Linked DNA regions of Mus musculus: region 1 is linked to region 2. Evidence: chromatin contacts called from public HiChIP or PLAC-seq data. All regions are on one chromosome and are shown on one strand. The core of a region is the stretch at or near the end of the contact, and the rest is flanking DNA. Distances in the headings are between cores, read along the strand shown. Region 1 holds the start of Dram1 (DNA-damage regulated autophagy modulator 1). Region 2 overlaps Igf1os (a long non-coding RNA gene).

Region 1 (3,969 bases), core at 1,047-3,546, 510 kb before region 2:
TGGTATGATCCATTGTGGACTGGACCTTCCTGTATCAACCATTTATCAAGAAAATGCCCCTCAGGCTAGCCTACAAGTTAGTCTGCAGGAGGCATTTTCTCAGTTGATGTTCTCTCTTTTCAGATAACCATAGCTTGTGTCAAAATTGCAAAAACAAAACAACAACAACAACAACAAAAACCACAAAAAAACCTAATAAGCTTATTCCAAATTCTTTAAGGACTAAGTCTCTACAAAGGCCGATGAAGACCTTTGAACCTGCGTCTCTTAGCTAATGTTTGACATGTGAATAGATTTTGAGAAAGTCCTGGTTGGGGACCAGCAAGAGAGCTCTGTGGCTAAGCCTGATGTTCTACGTTTGATTCCCCAGAATCCGCATACCCACATGGTAGAAAGAGAGACTCGGCTTTTCTAAGTAGCCCTGACCTTCACGCACATACCATGGCCTGAGCACAAGCTATCATGTGTGCACACACAATATAAATATGTAAACCTATAGAGAAGTGGGAGAAAGAGAAAGCCCAGGTACCTAAAGTTGGCTGCAGGCTTTTGCATAGCATAGCAGTTCAACCCTTCCGTCTTCCATTGTGACCGATATGATCTAATTTCCTGAAACCCAAGACATGCTTTTGTTGGCAAGTCTAAATAGATTGATTTTGGTGTTGCCTTGGATTTAATTGCCTCTTTGCTTTCTGGCACCAGCAGCCTTTGGTTGTCAGTCCCCATACACACTTGCAGTCATTACTGTCCTTGCTGTGACTAATTACCTAAGAAAAGGCTGCTTAAAGGTGGAAGGACTTATTTTGGCTCACAGTTCACAGGAATTCGGCCCACCATGGCAGGCAAGTCACACAGTAGACCAACTTGATCTGAAGCACCGAGGGAGGGAGAAAATGTTCCCCTGGCTTTCTCTTCCTCTCCTTTTTATTCACTCAGAGCCCATGGGATGGTGCTGCTTGCTTGAAGTTAAGCCTTTTTGGGAAATGCCTTCAGAGACACATCCATGGTGTGTTACATTAATATTCTAGGTATCTCCTAATATCATTAAGTTGGCAATTGAAATGAATCATCATTATGCTGGCTTTCCTCAAAATTAGCATATTCATTGTAATTAACAAAAATCCCTTAAGTAGTCTGCATTTGTCTTTGGGTATACAGCTTTACCTTGTATCTTAGTCAGGGTTTGTATTCCTGCACAAACATCATGACCAAGAAGCAGGTTGGGGAGGAAAGGGTTTACTCAGCTTACACTTCCACATTGCTGTTCATCACCAAAGGAAGTCAGGACAGGAACTCACAATCCCTGTAGGCTATTCCCTAGCATGGTATGGCACACAAGGCACATTTATGTGGCTGAGATGAACCTGTATTAGGTCATCTATGGCCAAAAGTGGGCTCAGAATTCCCAAACTATAGCTCAGACCCGCAGAGCTGGCCAGTGCTTCAGGAACACCAATTGGTTTGGTTTAGGTGGTGTCTGGCTGGGTGGATCTGAAATGGATCAAGTCATCTTGTCTTGCTGCTAGGAAATAAATACTCCAAGTAGAATTGGTGGGAACAGATATATACTCCAAGTAGCTTTTGGTGGGTGGGCCAGGGCTGGATCCAACCCTTTCTGTCACTTGCCTGAATTAGATCCTTTGTCCATTCTAGGCAAGTGCTCTACCATTGGGCTAAATTTCCAGCTCTTTAGAGGGCGGCTCACTAAGCTGCGAATTCAGACCTTGAACTTGTGATCCTCCTGCTTCAGCCTCCTTAGTAGCCAGGCAGCAGGGATGACAGACTTGTGCTATCAGGCCTGGTTACTATGCGATTTGGCTTTCCCGCTGCTTATCACAAAGGTGTATGTGACGTCCATGCCCAGTGGCCCAAACACCACTGAGCCCCTTTGCCTGAACCCCAGAACCCATAGCGGGACCCGATGGGGTGCGCATCACTGGTGGCCAAGGCTCTGGAAGGAAGCTCAGTGGGTGCTGGAGAGAGAGGCTCAGAGGAAAAACCCCCAAGGGAAGGAGGAGCTGGGAATCCAGCCAGTTTGGCGGGACTTGCCCAAGAGCTGGCCAGCCTCGCGGGGTCCCGCGTCTCCCGCCGCACCCACCCGTCGCTGTATCAAGCAAAAGCGAAAGGAAGCCGAGCGGTCCCGCGTGGCGTGGCGTGGGCGGGGAGGTGGCTGCGCGCTCTAGCTCCGCGGGACCAGGCTGCCGCTTTGTGACTTCACCGGTTTCGCAACAAGCCAGGACCGCCCGCGCCCCACCCACCCGGCTGCCCGTCCGCCCTCCGCCCTCGGGTCTCTGAGCGCTTCCCTCCCTCCGGGGCTGGGCCTGTCCCGGCCGTCCCGGAGTCTCTGTCCCGCCGCGCCGTTAGCTGTCTGTGTCTTGGCCACCGCCTCCAGGCAGTCCGCAGCAAGCCAGCTTCTTGGTCCGACGAGCTCAGCGCCCTCTCACCGCGATGCTGTGCTTCCTCAGGGGAATGGCTTTCGTCCCCTTCCTCCTGGTGACTTGGTCGTCCGCAGCCTTCATCATCTCCTACGTGGTCGCGGTGCTCTCTGGGCACGTCAACCCCTTTCTCCCCTATATCAGGTGAGGGGCAAGAGGAGCGTGAGGGAGGGACCAGGTGAGCTGAGAGGGAGGGAAGGCGTGCAAGCCAGGCATGGGTAGTGGAAATTCTTGAGGTAGTGGAAAGGTGTGACAAGATAATCTCTGGGATCCCCGGGCAAGTTTAGAGAGTCAGGAAGCACGTGTGGGTTCTGCCTTTAATGAGAAACAGTGCTCAGAGCCGCGCATCAAGCAGACAGCTAGACAGCTGGTGGCACCTTTAGACCTGGGGTATGGGATAAAATCTTGGGGAGAGCCTTCTTTGGTGACACTCAGACAAGGAGAGTTCCTAAGATACCATTTATTGTAAGTAGATCCAGGCATGTGGCAAACCGCTCACTTATTTCTCTTCCCAACAACTCCTGGCTCCTCCCCTCCCTCCCTCTCCCCCTCTCTGTCTCTGAGACTGGATCTCCCTATGTAGCCCAGGTTGGCCTGAAGTCTAGGGTGGTATACACAAGTCTACCTTCTTCTGCTTCTCTAGTGCTGGGATTTAAAAGTCTTCACCACCACAGGGGGCTCATTTCTAACAGCTAAAATTTCTTTTCCATGAAAGAAAATGGAGGTTTAAACTGGTGGAGATACACCAGTAGGTCATTGGCGTAAAAGCAACCCTGGACCCCTTGTGCCAACAGCAGCACCTTTAGGATGGACCTGCCTCATACTCCTCTGGACCTGGTGCCTCTAAAGTCAGAGTCCTCAAGTTGTCAAAACCTGTGAAGTTTCTTGCCCTTATTTATTACTTTGTTTCCTACTTAGTCTCCGTCTTTCCTGAGGGTCCTTTATCCACAGCTGGGACAACAGCTTGATCCTCCTTTTTTGTTTATTAGATATTTTCTTCATTTACATTTCAAACCCTATCCCCAAAGTCCCCTATACCCTCCCCCCACCCTGCTCCCCAACCCACCCACTCCTGCTGCTTAGCCCTGGCATTCCCCTGTACTGGGGCATATGATCTTCAAAAGAAAGGCCCTCTCCTCCCATTGATGGCCGACTAGGTCATCCTCTGCTACATATACAACTAGAGACACGGCTCTGGTAGGGGAGGTACTGATTAGTTCATATTGTTGTTCCACCTATAGGGTTGCAGACCCATTCAGCTCCTTGGGTTCTTCTCTAGCTCCTTCATTAGGGGCCCTGTGTTCCATCAAATAGGTGACTGTGAGCATCCACTTCTGTATTTGCCAGGTACTGGCATAGCCTCACAACAGCTTGATCCTCTTTAACATTTCCATGTTAAATGACGGGTATCTGGGTATCTGTGTCCTTTGAGGAAGACTTTAAAGATTATATGTGCGTGTGTGTGTGTGTGTGTGTGTGTGTGTGTGTGTGTGTGTACATATATATATAGAGAGAGAGACAGAGACAGAGACAG
Region 2 (4,497 bases), core at 732-3,231:
TTATCAAGCATTTGCCATTTTATATACCTTTTATTAACATATACCAATTATATAAAATGTATACATGTATATAATTCCTTGAGCACATCCTACCCCTCCTTTATTGAACATGCTTTGGAAATGAAGCTGCAAAGACGTAGATAAGCAGAGGTGTCTTCATGCTAGGCTTGAGAAAGGATGGGTAGTCCTGAAGGATGTGAGGACCAAGGCAGGTTGCCGTGGTGGTGCTCTGGGGTGGGGGTGGGGACTGATAAAGCTGTGCCTGCTCAGATTCTGGTCCTCTATTGCCAGTTAGTGCCTCATGACTTGATTCAGAGGAGAAGTTGGGGAGAGGAGTCAGAGAGACCTGCAGCTTCTTCTGTTTCCTAAAATGCCAAGGTATCATGTGTGGAGGTGTAGAATGTCCCAAGTGCCTTCACTTTCATCTGCTTGTGTTCAGTGGTACATACAGCTCTTGGCCACCATGTCCTGCTACACAGTGCCTAGGTAGTGGGGGCACTGAACCACCGATAACACACCTCCTAAAATCACAGAGGCAGAAGTGGTGTCTGTGAGTGCTCACTAAGCAACATGAATCCCCAGTCTCCCTCTGCCTTCTCATCCTCATCCTCACACACATGCCACGGTACTTCTCCCAGCTCAAGTCTGTCTGTCTGTCTGTCTGTCTGTCTGTCTGTCTGTCTGTCACCTCATTTCTCTTCTTCCATGAACCACAGCATTGTTTTGTTGAACTTTTTTTTAACCTTTTAAAATTTTTACTATATTTTAAATTTCCACAGCTATAAGATGTTAATTTATAAGTGTTCCTACAGGACTGATCCCAATCTGATCAAGCATTTTGCTTTGAGAGGAAGCGCCCCAAGTACCACTTAAAAGTGTGTGCTTGACTGTGATGGACAGTCAGTTGCCATCTAGCAAGTACACAGACATCGTTTGGTTAAACATGTAGTTTTGATTTCTTCGAGTTATTGACTCAAGATTTTACTAGAATTTTGAATATACATCATTAGTGCATTCGTTCGGTATGGTGGTTTCATAGCTATAATAATCTTAGCTCATTAGTAGTGAGTGCTAATTTAAATTATGAAATTGCATCAAAATTTTGTTAGAATCAGGTGGATACCTATTTTGGAAAATGAGAAATTGTAGCAAATAAAATTCAGGTGGTAACCAGCCAGGAGATTTCTGACGCTCTCAGACATCTAGAACAGCAGTTCTCCACTCGTGGGTCGAGGCCCCCTTGAAGGTTGAAGTGTGCTTTCATGGGGGTCGCATAGCAGATACCCTGTATAGCAGATATTTGCATTACGATTCATAACAGTAGCAAAATTGCAGTTATGAGGTAGCAACAAGATAATTTTATGGTCAGGGGTCACCATAACATGAGAAACTGTATTAAAAGGTCACAGAATTAGGAAGGCTGAGAACCAGTGCTCTGGGGGAATTCAACCAATTCTTACCCCGAGGGCAAAAGCAAAAGCATCCATCTTTTCAGTTTACTACCAAGTGCTGGAAACGCTGACGGCCAACCCAGAAACCCACAGCCCTCTTCCCTTCCTGCGCTCAAGCCTGTGCATCTGACCTCGTGGAAGAGACGAGCAAAACAGAGCTCCAGCATTTAACAGCTTCTACCCATTGTGGTTCTTGGGATGGGTAGGGAGGAGAAATAGAAGATCATATTTTCAGCCAGGAAAGTTAATTTCAAGATCAAAGTCAAAGTCAGAGCATTTTTAAATCCTTCTCAAAAGAAGAAACGCAAATGACAATAAATATTTTTAAAGCGAATATATTTTTTAAGTCATCTATCATCTTTAAGAACAATTGAGGAGATCAAGAATGCTTTGGAAGCCCATCTCACCCCAGTTAGAACGGTTATGATTAAGGGGAAAAAGCAAATACTGGCAAGCCATAGGGAAGAGGAAAGTGCTTTGTCATTGTTAGTGTGAATAATTAAACTGGTGCAGCTACTAAGGAAGGAAGTGAGGAAGTTGCTCAAAAAACTAGAAATAGAGCTACCATATGACCGACTATACCATTACTGGATATATACCCAAAACGGTATGTATCCTAGTGTGGAGATACATAAATATTCATGTACATTGCTGTCCCATTCACAGTAGCAAGGAGATGGAGCCAACCTAGCTGTACATCAATCAATGAATGGATGATGAAAATGTGCTACATATCACATGAAATTTTATTCAGCAATAAGAAATGTGGAACTGAAATTTGCAGGGAAAAAAAATGGATCAAGCTAAAGAACATGTTAAGTCAACTCACCCAGACTCAGAAAGGCAAATATCCACACGTTCTCTGTCATGTGTCACTATTGCTTCTAGTGCACATGTATGAGTGGTTACATGGGAGCAAATGTGGGTCATGATCCTAAAACTAGAAAGGGACCATAAGAGTGACATGGCATGTGACGAAGGCGTGGTGGAGAGGGTAATAGAACACACATGACATGGACATGTGACATGGACATGTGACATGGACATGTGGCAGAGAGGAATACTGAAGGATTTAAGGTGCAGGTGTGGGAGAGTAGGGAAGGAGAACTAAGACGTGTGTGTGTGTGTGTGTGTGTGTGTGTGTGTGTGTGTGTGTGTGTGTGTATGTGTGTGTGTGTGTGTGTGTGTGTGTGTGTGTGTGTGTGTGTGTGAATGCACAGAGGAAACCTGTTCCTTTGCATCCTAATTTTAAAGGTCAGAACACTTCAGGATGTTGAAATGTTAGAGCTGGAAGGGACTTGCATTGGAAACAGTATAATGTCCAACTTTCTATTGATATCATAGCTCATGGAGGTGGAGAGAGTGGGATCTGATAAGGAGTTCTGCACATAATAACTGGGTGCAGTGACCCCAAACTTCTCAAGAAAATGAAGAAGTGGGTACTACCATGCCACATACATTCGCTGATGTTGCTTTTTATGGGGAAACAGGATAGGTACTTGTTTGGGGAAAGTTTCTCTTACATTTCTGTACCCAGAAAATTGGCCACACTAAAGTAAGAGAAATTTTGAAACAGGCTTTTAGGAAATAGGCCAGGCTTTAAGATAATTCAAGTACAGAAAGTAAAGCACTATGTTGACAAAAGACAGTGTTTCCTAAATAAGTACTAGAGGCATCAGCTTGTAGTTCTCCGGCCTCGAGCTAGTCAGTTGTCCTTTCTGGCTTTGCAGTCTCTCTTGGAGACAGCCTGAAGATGGTGTGGTGGTCCATGGCAGTAATTCCAGCACGCACGAAGCAGATGCAGGAGGATCAGGAGTTGAGGCCAGCATGGTTATGCATAGCCCAACCTCATCTTAACAAAAACAAGAACGTAAGGAGACCAGAAAAAAATTCTAGCAGTCACTGGCTGTGGGCCTTTGAACATATTACCTGTACTCTAAAATCTTCTTACTTATCAAAGTAGGATTATCAATACCCATCTCCTACGGGTAACACAAATAAGGCTAGCAGAGTGAAGTTGCCACTATGAGGATATTTGTACATATTTAATACGAATTGCTAGCCCCCAAAGTTCCTTAATGGAATCCATTGCAATGGCCATCTGAATATAAAGTTTCTGATGACTTGCTAAAGTTGGGACAAGGTCAAGGTGACCTGTATGAACCGATTTTTAATATCTTCAATTTATTTAAGTGTCAAGAAATAATCCAGCTAAAACATGATTGCAAAGCTTTGGGAATACCATCTGCTACCAAATCTACTGTCTTTTTTACTACCCTTCCAGGAACACTGAATTTAAATGTTCAACCTTGATACTTGTCTCAAAGAATTTAAACCTATCAAATTCAATTCAATTCAAATGATGAATAACCATACTAACCTTTTGTTAATGTGTACCAGTATAATTTGGAAGCTATGGCATTAAATATAGAGATTATCATTGCACATTGACTTGATTTTGATAGTTTGATGACTGCTATAGTTTCAGCTATAATCTTTGTTATATTGTTAATGCTCTCAAAGATGTTCATTCTATAGCCTGCAGGCCACACATGATCCAGGAGTGCTATGAATATAGCTCAACACAACATTGTAAATAACTTAAAACACTTTGGACCTCTCTCTCTCTCTCTCTCCCTCTCTCTCTCTCTCTCTCTCTCTCTCTCTCTCTCTCTCTCTCTCTGTGTGTGTGTGTGTGTGTGTGTGTGTGTGTGTGTGTGTGTGTGTGTATGTGTATGGTTCTTGAATAGGAACTTTGTGAATGATAATGTGTTGTAATACCATGCAAAATTAATGTGTATTTGTTCTCACAATCTGTAGACCCAGGGTTGCACACCCATGGTAAATGAGTGGCTGACTGGAGTTGGGATAAGGAAAGAAGAACAAGTTAAAGATCAAGATAAACATATAAATGAGGTCTTGAGGAAGCAGGAATCCAAGGCGCTACATTTCTTCCCTCTGTCTACCTCAGGAAGAGGACTTCCTTTGAAAATGGAAATGGTCCCTGAGAAGGTTGTGAGTCATTGAGAATGTGTGTTCCCCAGCA

Evidence for each region. HiChIP or PLAC-seq counts read pairs in DNA pulled down with a chosen protein or histone mark.
Region 1: an H3K27ac HiChIP or PLAC-seq map of bone marrow-derived dendritic cells shows a contact between it and region 2, with 4 times the contacts expected there. The contact joins the promoter of Dram1 here to the enhancer-like site in region 2. A contact is called at or near these places in 3 of 39 promoter capture datasets (3T3-L1-derived adipocytes, hematopoietic stem and progenitor cells and liver), 1 of 15 datasets of contacts at CTCF or cohesin (the NIH/3T3 cell line), 1 of 484 Hi-C or Micro-C datasets (bone marrow-derived macrophages), 4 of 115 datasets of contacts at active chromatin or transcription factors (the 230-238 cell line, bone marrow-derived dendritic cells, bone marrow-derived macrophages and 1 more) and 2 of 9 other capture datasets (adipose tissue and liver).

The regions. Positions count from the first base shown.
Region 1 is chr10:88,355,402-88,359,370 of GRCm38.p6, reverse strand. Dram1 (DNA-damage regulated autophagy modulator 1) reads left to right here and starts at 2,296. Exons shown (of 7, transcript NM_027878.2): 1 at 2,296-2,579. The coding sequence starts at 2,449.
Region 2 is chr10:87,840,170-87,844,666 of GRCm38.p6, reverse strand. All of the region lies in intron 1 of Igf1os (a long non-coding RNA gene), which reads left to right. Among named protein-coding and RNA genes, the nearest start is that of n-TKctt21, 12 kb to the right of the region's middle. Within about 2 kb of position 1,981, at least 20 of the 459 cell types and tissues checked have an H3K27ac peak or open chromatin away from gene starts, as enhancers often do. A contact at or near this core is called in adipose tissue, bone marrow-derived dendritic cells and bone marrow-derived macrophages, where this site is marked.